2 separate regions of the Mus musculus genome follow, and region 2 is linked to region 1. A link is a contact called in public HiChIP or PLAC-seq data. All regions are on one chromosome and are shown on one strand. Each heading gives the region's core, a stretch centred on a gene start, on an enhancer-like site or on the middle of the called end of the contact. The rest is flanking DNA. Distances are from core to core; before and after follow the strand shown.

The links. HiChIP or PLAC-seq counts read pairs in DNA pulled down with a chosen protein or histone mark.
Region 2: a contact with region 1 is called in an H3K4me3 HiChIP or PLAC-seq map of intestinal villus epithelium, with 8 read pairs. The contact joins two enhancer-like sites. A contact is called at or near these places in 1 of 15 datasets of contacts at CTCF or cohesin (the NIH/3T3 cell line), 6 of 484 Hi-C or Micro-C datasets (embryonic stem cells, granulocytes, granulocyte-monocyte progenitors and 2 more), 11 of 115 datasets of contacts at active chromatin or transcription factors (acute myeloid leukemia, bone marrow-derived macrophages, embryonic stem cells and 5 more) and 1 of 9 other capture datasets (embryonic stem cells).

What each region holds. Positions count from the first base shown.
Region 1 is chr13:98,940,553-98,943,484 of GRCm38.p6, reverse strand. All of the region lies in intron 1 of Gm35215 (a long non-coding RNA gene), which reads left to right. Among named protein-coding and RNA genes, the nearest start is that of Gm35215, 3.9 kb to the left of the region's middle. Within about 2 kb of position 1,489, at least 40 of the 459 cell types and tissues checked have an H3K27ac peak or open chromatin away from gene starts, as enhancers often do. A contact at or near this core is called in extraembryonic endoderm stem cells and intestinal villus epithelium, where this site is marked.
Region 2 is chr13:99,017,259-99,020,465 of GRCm38.p6, reverse strand. No RefSeq gene overlaps it. Among named protein-coding and RNA genes, the nearest start is that of Gm35279, 25 kb to the right of the region's middle. Within about 2 kb of position 1,370, at least 67 of the 459 cell types and tissues checked have an H3K27ac peak or open chromatin away from gene starts, as enhancers often do. A contact at or near this core is called in extraembryonic endoderm stem cells and intestinal villus epithelium, where this site is marked.

The DNA.
Region 1 (2,932 bases), core at 240-2,739:
GATTGAAAAAATAACACTGGTCTGGTAGTATAGGCCTCATCCCAGAGACTCAGGAGGCAAGAACATCACTAGGTCAGGATCTACCTTGGCTTCGGAGTAAATTCAAGTCCAGCCTGGGCAACTTAGTGAGACTGTCTCAAAAATATGGAATGAGGGTTGGGGAGATAGTTCAGTGGTAGTGACTAGCCTGGCATGTGTATGACCTTGAGTCTAAGTCCAGGGACCAATGCTTAAACCTCCCTAAAGGAAAAGGTCCTTTATGCATGGATAACACCCTACGTGATAACTGCTATAGCATTAAAGACCGAAACTTGACTTATTCTTAGTTGCAATAGGGCATGCATGCTATTCTGTTCTTGATTTCTAATCCTAAGTCACTCTTTAAATTACTTTATTGCATCAATCTATATTGACAGTGGTGATGCCTCTGTGATCTTGTGTGGCTTCTTCATAATTTTATGACATGCCCTTAAGCATATTAAATGTCACATATTACTGTACTGTTGCTTTCAATGTGGATGTATGTAATTGCAACTAAAAACTTTTAAAATTTTATTATTATTATTATTATTATTATTTTACTTATTCACTTTACATCCTGCTCACTGCCTCACCTCCCGGTCACCCTCCTCCCACAATCCCTCCTCCATCCTTCCTCCTGTTTCCTGAGTGTGTGGGGGCCCCTGGGTATCCCCCTACCCTGGCATCAAGTCTCAGCAGGGCTAGGTGCATTCTCTCCCACTCTAAGTCTAGACAAGGCAGCCCCGCTAAAAGAACATATACCAGTTACAGGCAACAGCTCCTGGGGTAGCCCCCACTCCCACCCCACCCCACCCCCACTCCAGTTGTTTGGGACCCGCATAAAGAGCAAGCTGTACATCTGCTACAGGCAGCTCTTTCCTGGTTGGCCTGTTCTCCGTGCACTTTTGCTCCCTAGTGATTGCTGCAAGGCCTTCGCTTTCTCTAAAGTCTGACAAATTCAAAATGCTGTTCCTTCAGCTGTCAAATTCCCTTCAAGGAATTTCCCCTGTCTCTTGTTTTCTTTCTTCTCTCGTTGTTTTGTTTGTTTGTTTGTTTTTGTTATGTTTGTTTGATTCGAGGCATTTAAAACATTCATGGAAGCCCGTGCTTCCAGCTTCTATTTTTTTCCACCACCACTTCCTCTCCTCTTTTTTTTTTAAATTTTTTTTCCTCACCACTAGATTTGTTAATATTTAACTCCCTGTAGTTTTGTCCTTAAGGGCAGACTGTTAACCATCTATGTACCTGTGCAGCTAGCCTAGCTCCAGCGCTTGATCAACAGCCAATAAATAGCTGTGCAGTGAATAACGAAGGCGTAAGCAGAAGTCCATAGACCACAGAAGTGCACACGAAGGCCACGTTTCTTTAACAGCCAAGTTAGGGAAACCACACACCTACATGTTATAGCCTCTGAGAAACCTGCTTCTCCCTGGGATTGGCCTCCTGGGGGGCCATTACTGCTCCACAAATGCAGTCATTGTCTTGTTATCACTGCGTCCCAGAGGGTCACTCCTGTTATCTGGTAGCTTCTCCAGAATGACATTCTGTCCTATTAGTTTCTCTTCCAAGAATGGACTTTGAGCTCTCTCTTAAGTCTCCAAGGGGCACTCTTGCAAGAGAAACGCAGTTAAGGGCTCGAGCTATGGAGCTCAATGGAAGAGTGTTTGCCCAACATGTATAAGGAACTGGGTTGATCCCCAGAACCACAAAAAGTGATTGATTGATTAATCAATTGACAAAAATGTGCTGCAGATTTTTTGTTTGTTTATTTGTTTTGTTTTGTTTTGTTTTGTTTTGAGACAGGGTTTCTCTGTGTAGCCCTGGCTGTCCTGGAACTCACTTTGTAGACCAGGCTGGCCTTGAACTCAGAAATCCGCCTGCCTCTGCCTCCCGAGTGCTGGGATTAAAGGCGTGTGCCACCACGCCCGGCTGTAGATTTTTATTATTGTTTTTTGTTTGTATTGTTTCAAGACAGTGTCTCACTGTATAGCCCTGGCTGTCCTGGAATTCACTATGTAGAGTTACAGAGACCCACGCAGCCTCCTGAGGGCTGGGATCAAGCGCATTCACTGCCACCATGACCAGCAGATTTAGATGTGAAAAAGCAAATATACTATGGATGCCAGCAACTACTGGAACACCCAGTATACAATGTCCAGTTCACCCCTACTAGCAGAAATCTCCAGACAGCTCCACACTCTAGACCAGAGCCCTGAGGACTGTGGTAAGAAAGGAATCAGCTAGACAGACAGAAGAGACCTCGATACCTCATGTCTCTCCTCAAAAGGCAGTTATAGAGCGGAAATCCCCATTAGGGCTCAGACGAGTCAGTGATGATCCATTAGCAGTGTATCTCTCAGGTCTGAGTTACGATGTCTTTAATGAAACCATGGGATGCTGATGGTCCAAACAGTGTTCTAACAGCCTGGCTCCCACCGAAAGCACTTTTATACACTTCATCTCCAGACAAGGGCAAGATCTACACAACTTTAGTGCTCTATGTCCATCTATCCCTCCCTCCCTTGCTCCCTCCCTTCCTCCCACTCTTTCTCCTTTCCCTTCTCTCTTCTTTCCCCCCTCCTCCCCTCCCTCCCTTTTTGTCCTTAAAGCAACTACTTTGGAAGAAAAGTGGGCGCCTAAATCCATATTCCAGGATGAAAATAAGAAATTACACTTGGGTTCCAGTCCAGTTGGATCCTGACCCAGTTGTTCACCCCTTCGGGTCTTTCTCTATATAATGAGGGCCTGTGTAGACTTTGCCTCTGGTGCTCTTGGCCTATCCTTTCCTTTTCGACTAAGACATAAGAAAGCATTTAGATGTCTACGGCTGAGCTAACACTGTCTCATTACACACATTCACTGTGTCTCTGTATATCGGTGCCCTTAGATAACTTGTGGGATTGGGTCAAAC
Region 2 (3,207 bases), core at 121-2,620, 77 kb before region 1:
ATGGTGTGCCCACTTCGGGTGTGAAAACTGTGTCAGACGCTTAAACGACTTCTCGTGTTAGCAGCTTATAGAGCTGGAAATGGCCCCGGGTAGACTGGGTCCTGCAACCACACTCATAACTTCACACAATTCTGCTGTTGTTGCCAAACATGATAGCGGTTTATTTCTGCACTGTTGTAAGATCAGAGGGGCAGAGTAGTCCCAGGGCTGCCAGGAAGACTCCAAATTCCTCAACAGGTGACTTTGACCTCTAAGGCGGCTTGACTGATAGACACTCCCTGCAAGTGGGGAGGCAGGAGGAGGAAGAAGCTGGCAAGTTGTTTCTTCTCACTGGTCCCTTTCCATTCTAAAACCACTTCAATCCATGGAAGAAATAACAAGACAAATGTAAAAGCAAGAGCAAGCTGCTCAGCTCTGGTTATCAACTGTGGACACACACCATCGCTCCATTATCTCTCCTGGGCAGCTAGAAACCTCGAAAATGACAACAGCTGATCAGAGGCGACATGACTTGGGGGCTTTCTCTTTTATTCTCTTTATTGTTGAGATGTTAATTGCCCCACAAGAAAAATCACAAAAAAATTTGAATATGTTTTTATTTGTTTTGTTGTTGGTGGTTTTTTGTTTTGTTTTTTGAGACAGGGTTTTTGTTTTGTTTTGTTTTGTTTTGTTTTGTTTTGTTTTGTTTTTTGAGTCAGGGTTTCTCTGTGTAGCCCTGGCTGTCCTGAAACTCACTCTGTAGACCAGGCTGGCCTCGAACTAAAAAATCCGCTTGCCTCTGCCTCCCGAGTGCTGGGATTAAAGGCGTGCGTCGCCATGCCCTGCTAAATATGTTTTTAAAGATAAAAAAATATCAAGCTATGTATTGAGATGTAAAGTGAATAAATAAGTTAATTTTTTAAATACCAAGCTAGGGGTGAAGGTGTGTACTCAGGAGGCTGAGGCAGGAGGATCACAGCTTTGAAGCCAGCCTGGGATATCTTACAAGACACTGTCTCAGAAAAACAAGAAAGAAGCCCAGACAGACAGACACTGCCAGTTCTGCTTCTCCACACAATAGGAAGGAAAATCAGAGGTGACACAGGTCTATGGAAGCAACAGGATCTCAGGAGCCTGGATAAACCTCAGAGACCTCCTTATCCAGAAAGTCCATGAATTTCTAAAGGCTGACTGTAGGTCCAGGGTAAAACACAGAAACCTGTCTTCTTTGTAAGTCTGGCAAGAAACAGCAAGGAGGGTAACTAAGAGGGATTTCAGGCGTGAGGGACTGAGGCCTGGGGCCTTTCAGTGTCAGCTCCTCTCCTCCCCTCCTCTATTCCCGGAGGCTACTCTGAGGGCGGAGGCTGCTCTGAGGGCGGAGAGGGAGCCTTGGACACAGGGAGCAGGGGCACGTGACACAGGATCACTCCATGAGCTCCAAGGGTAGAGATAACCACTGTGAGCAAGCAGCTGTCACGTGGCACATTGTGTCTCTGATAAGTTTCAATTAAAAGTAGCAGAATACATCCAAAAAGTGAGGGGGGTGGGAAGCCCAGTGAATTCCCCTTATTGTCCCTTTAGTTTGTTACCATGGAGTTATTGGTATCGTTTCACGGCTCCAGCACAAATGGCTCCGGCACAAATGCCCCTACGATTTATTGCCGGGTTTGGCCCTTTTAATGGATTTTTTTTTTTTCCAAGAGGAGCTTGAATACGGGGCTTCCGTTACACATCCCTTGTGGCATAACCTAGAGAGAGCTTGCAATAAAGTTTACCAAGGCAACAACACCAGCCTTGGCTTAGTTAGAGCAGACTGTTTCTAGATGGATTCTGTTGTAACCCTTTTCCGCCCATCCCGTGACAACACGAAACTGAAGGGTTAATCATGAGCACCCAAGTCTCCTATGTTGTTGAGGTTTCCTGATGGGGGAAGGGGAGGAGGTTACAAAAAGACACATACATTATATTCCATTTTAGAAAGAGACCTTTTATAAATTGAAGAAAAAAAAAATCAATGAAGCCATCCAGGAAGCTGGTAGCTGTGTTTAATTAAGACAAACTACCAAAATGTTCTATCAGGAAAACAAAAAATTATTTATTTAACGATTTAGAAAGTGCTTAAATCTCAGACTCTTAGTTTGTTAGGTGAAGAGACTGTCAATAAAAATCAGTTTGCTGGGGTCTGTGGGGTGTGCCGCCGTCAGCATCAGTCCCAGGATTCAACCAGAGGCCTTTGTCAACCTTCATTAGCTACTCTGCCTCCAAGGGGAGGAAGAGCATCTATCCGGTACTGGTACTCGCTGACAAACCATTAAAAAGAAAGCATTAAGCCCACTGGTCTTCTAAGCCCAGGGGAGAGAGGGGAAATGTCCTAGGATATCAGCTGTGACCAACTAACATGCAGAAGGAATGGGGGTGGGGTGGGGTGGGATAGGGTGGGGTGGGTGGGGTGGGGTGGTGAAAAGGACTTGAGTGGCTTTTGCCAGTGACTGCAGACTTCATTCATCAGGGGTGATTTGCTTTTTCTGGCTGTTTCCCAATCTCACTTTCCATAGAGAAAAAGAAAGAAAGAAAGAAAGAAAGAAAGAAAGAAAGAAAGAAAGAAAGAAAGAAAGAAAGAAAGAAAAGAAGGAAGGAAGGAAGAAAGAAAGAAAGAAAGAAAGAAAGAAAGAAAGAAAGAAAGAGAAGAAAGGAAGGAAAGGAAAGGAAAAGAAAAGAAAAGAAAAGAACGGAAGAAAGGAAGGAAGAAAGAAAGAAGGAATGTTGTGCAATTGGGAGGAATTAAATAATTCAGTAAGTGGATAACTCTCTCCCATGGAAATCCAGGCCTGGTGTCACTAAGCTGAAAAGTTGAAGCAGCACTTTTGAGTGAGCAGATGACACAGTCAAAACATTTTTTTAACATTTTAATTATTTTTATTTTATGTAAATGAGCACTTTGCCTGAACATGTGTTTCTAAGTCACATGTATGCCCTGTGCCCACGGAAGCCAGAGAAGGCACTCTATCTCCTGGGACTGGAGTTATATATGGTTTTGAGCCACTGTGTGAGTGCTGGAAACCGAACCTTGGTCCTCTGGAAAAGCAGCTAATACTCTCAACTACTGAGCTGTCTCTCCAGCCCCAAAAACCTTTCACTCATAATATAACACAAGAGCAGCAAGACCCACAGTGTTTGCTTCTTTCTTACATTTTAAAACTGTCAGGTAACATTATCATGCTGTTTATT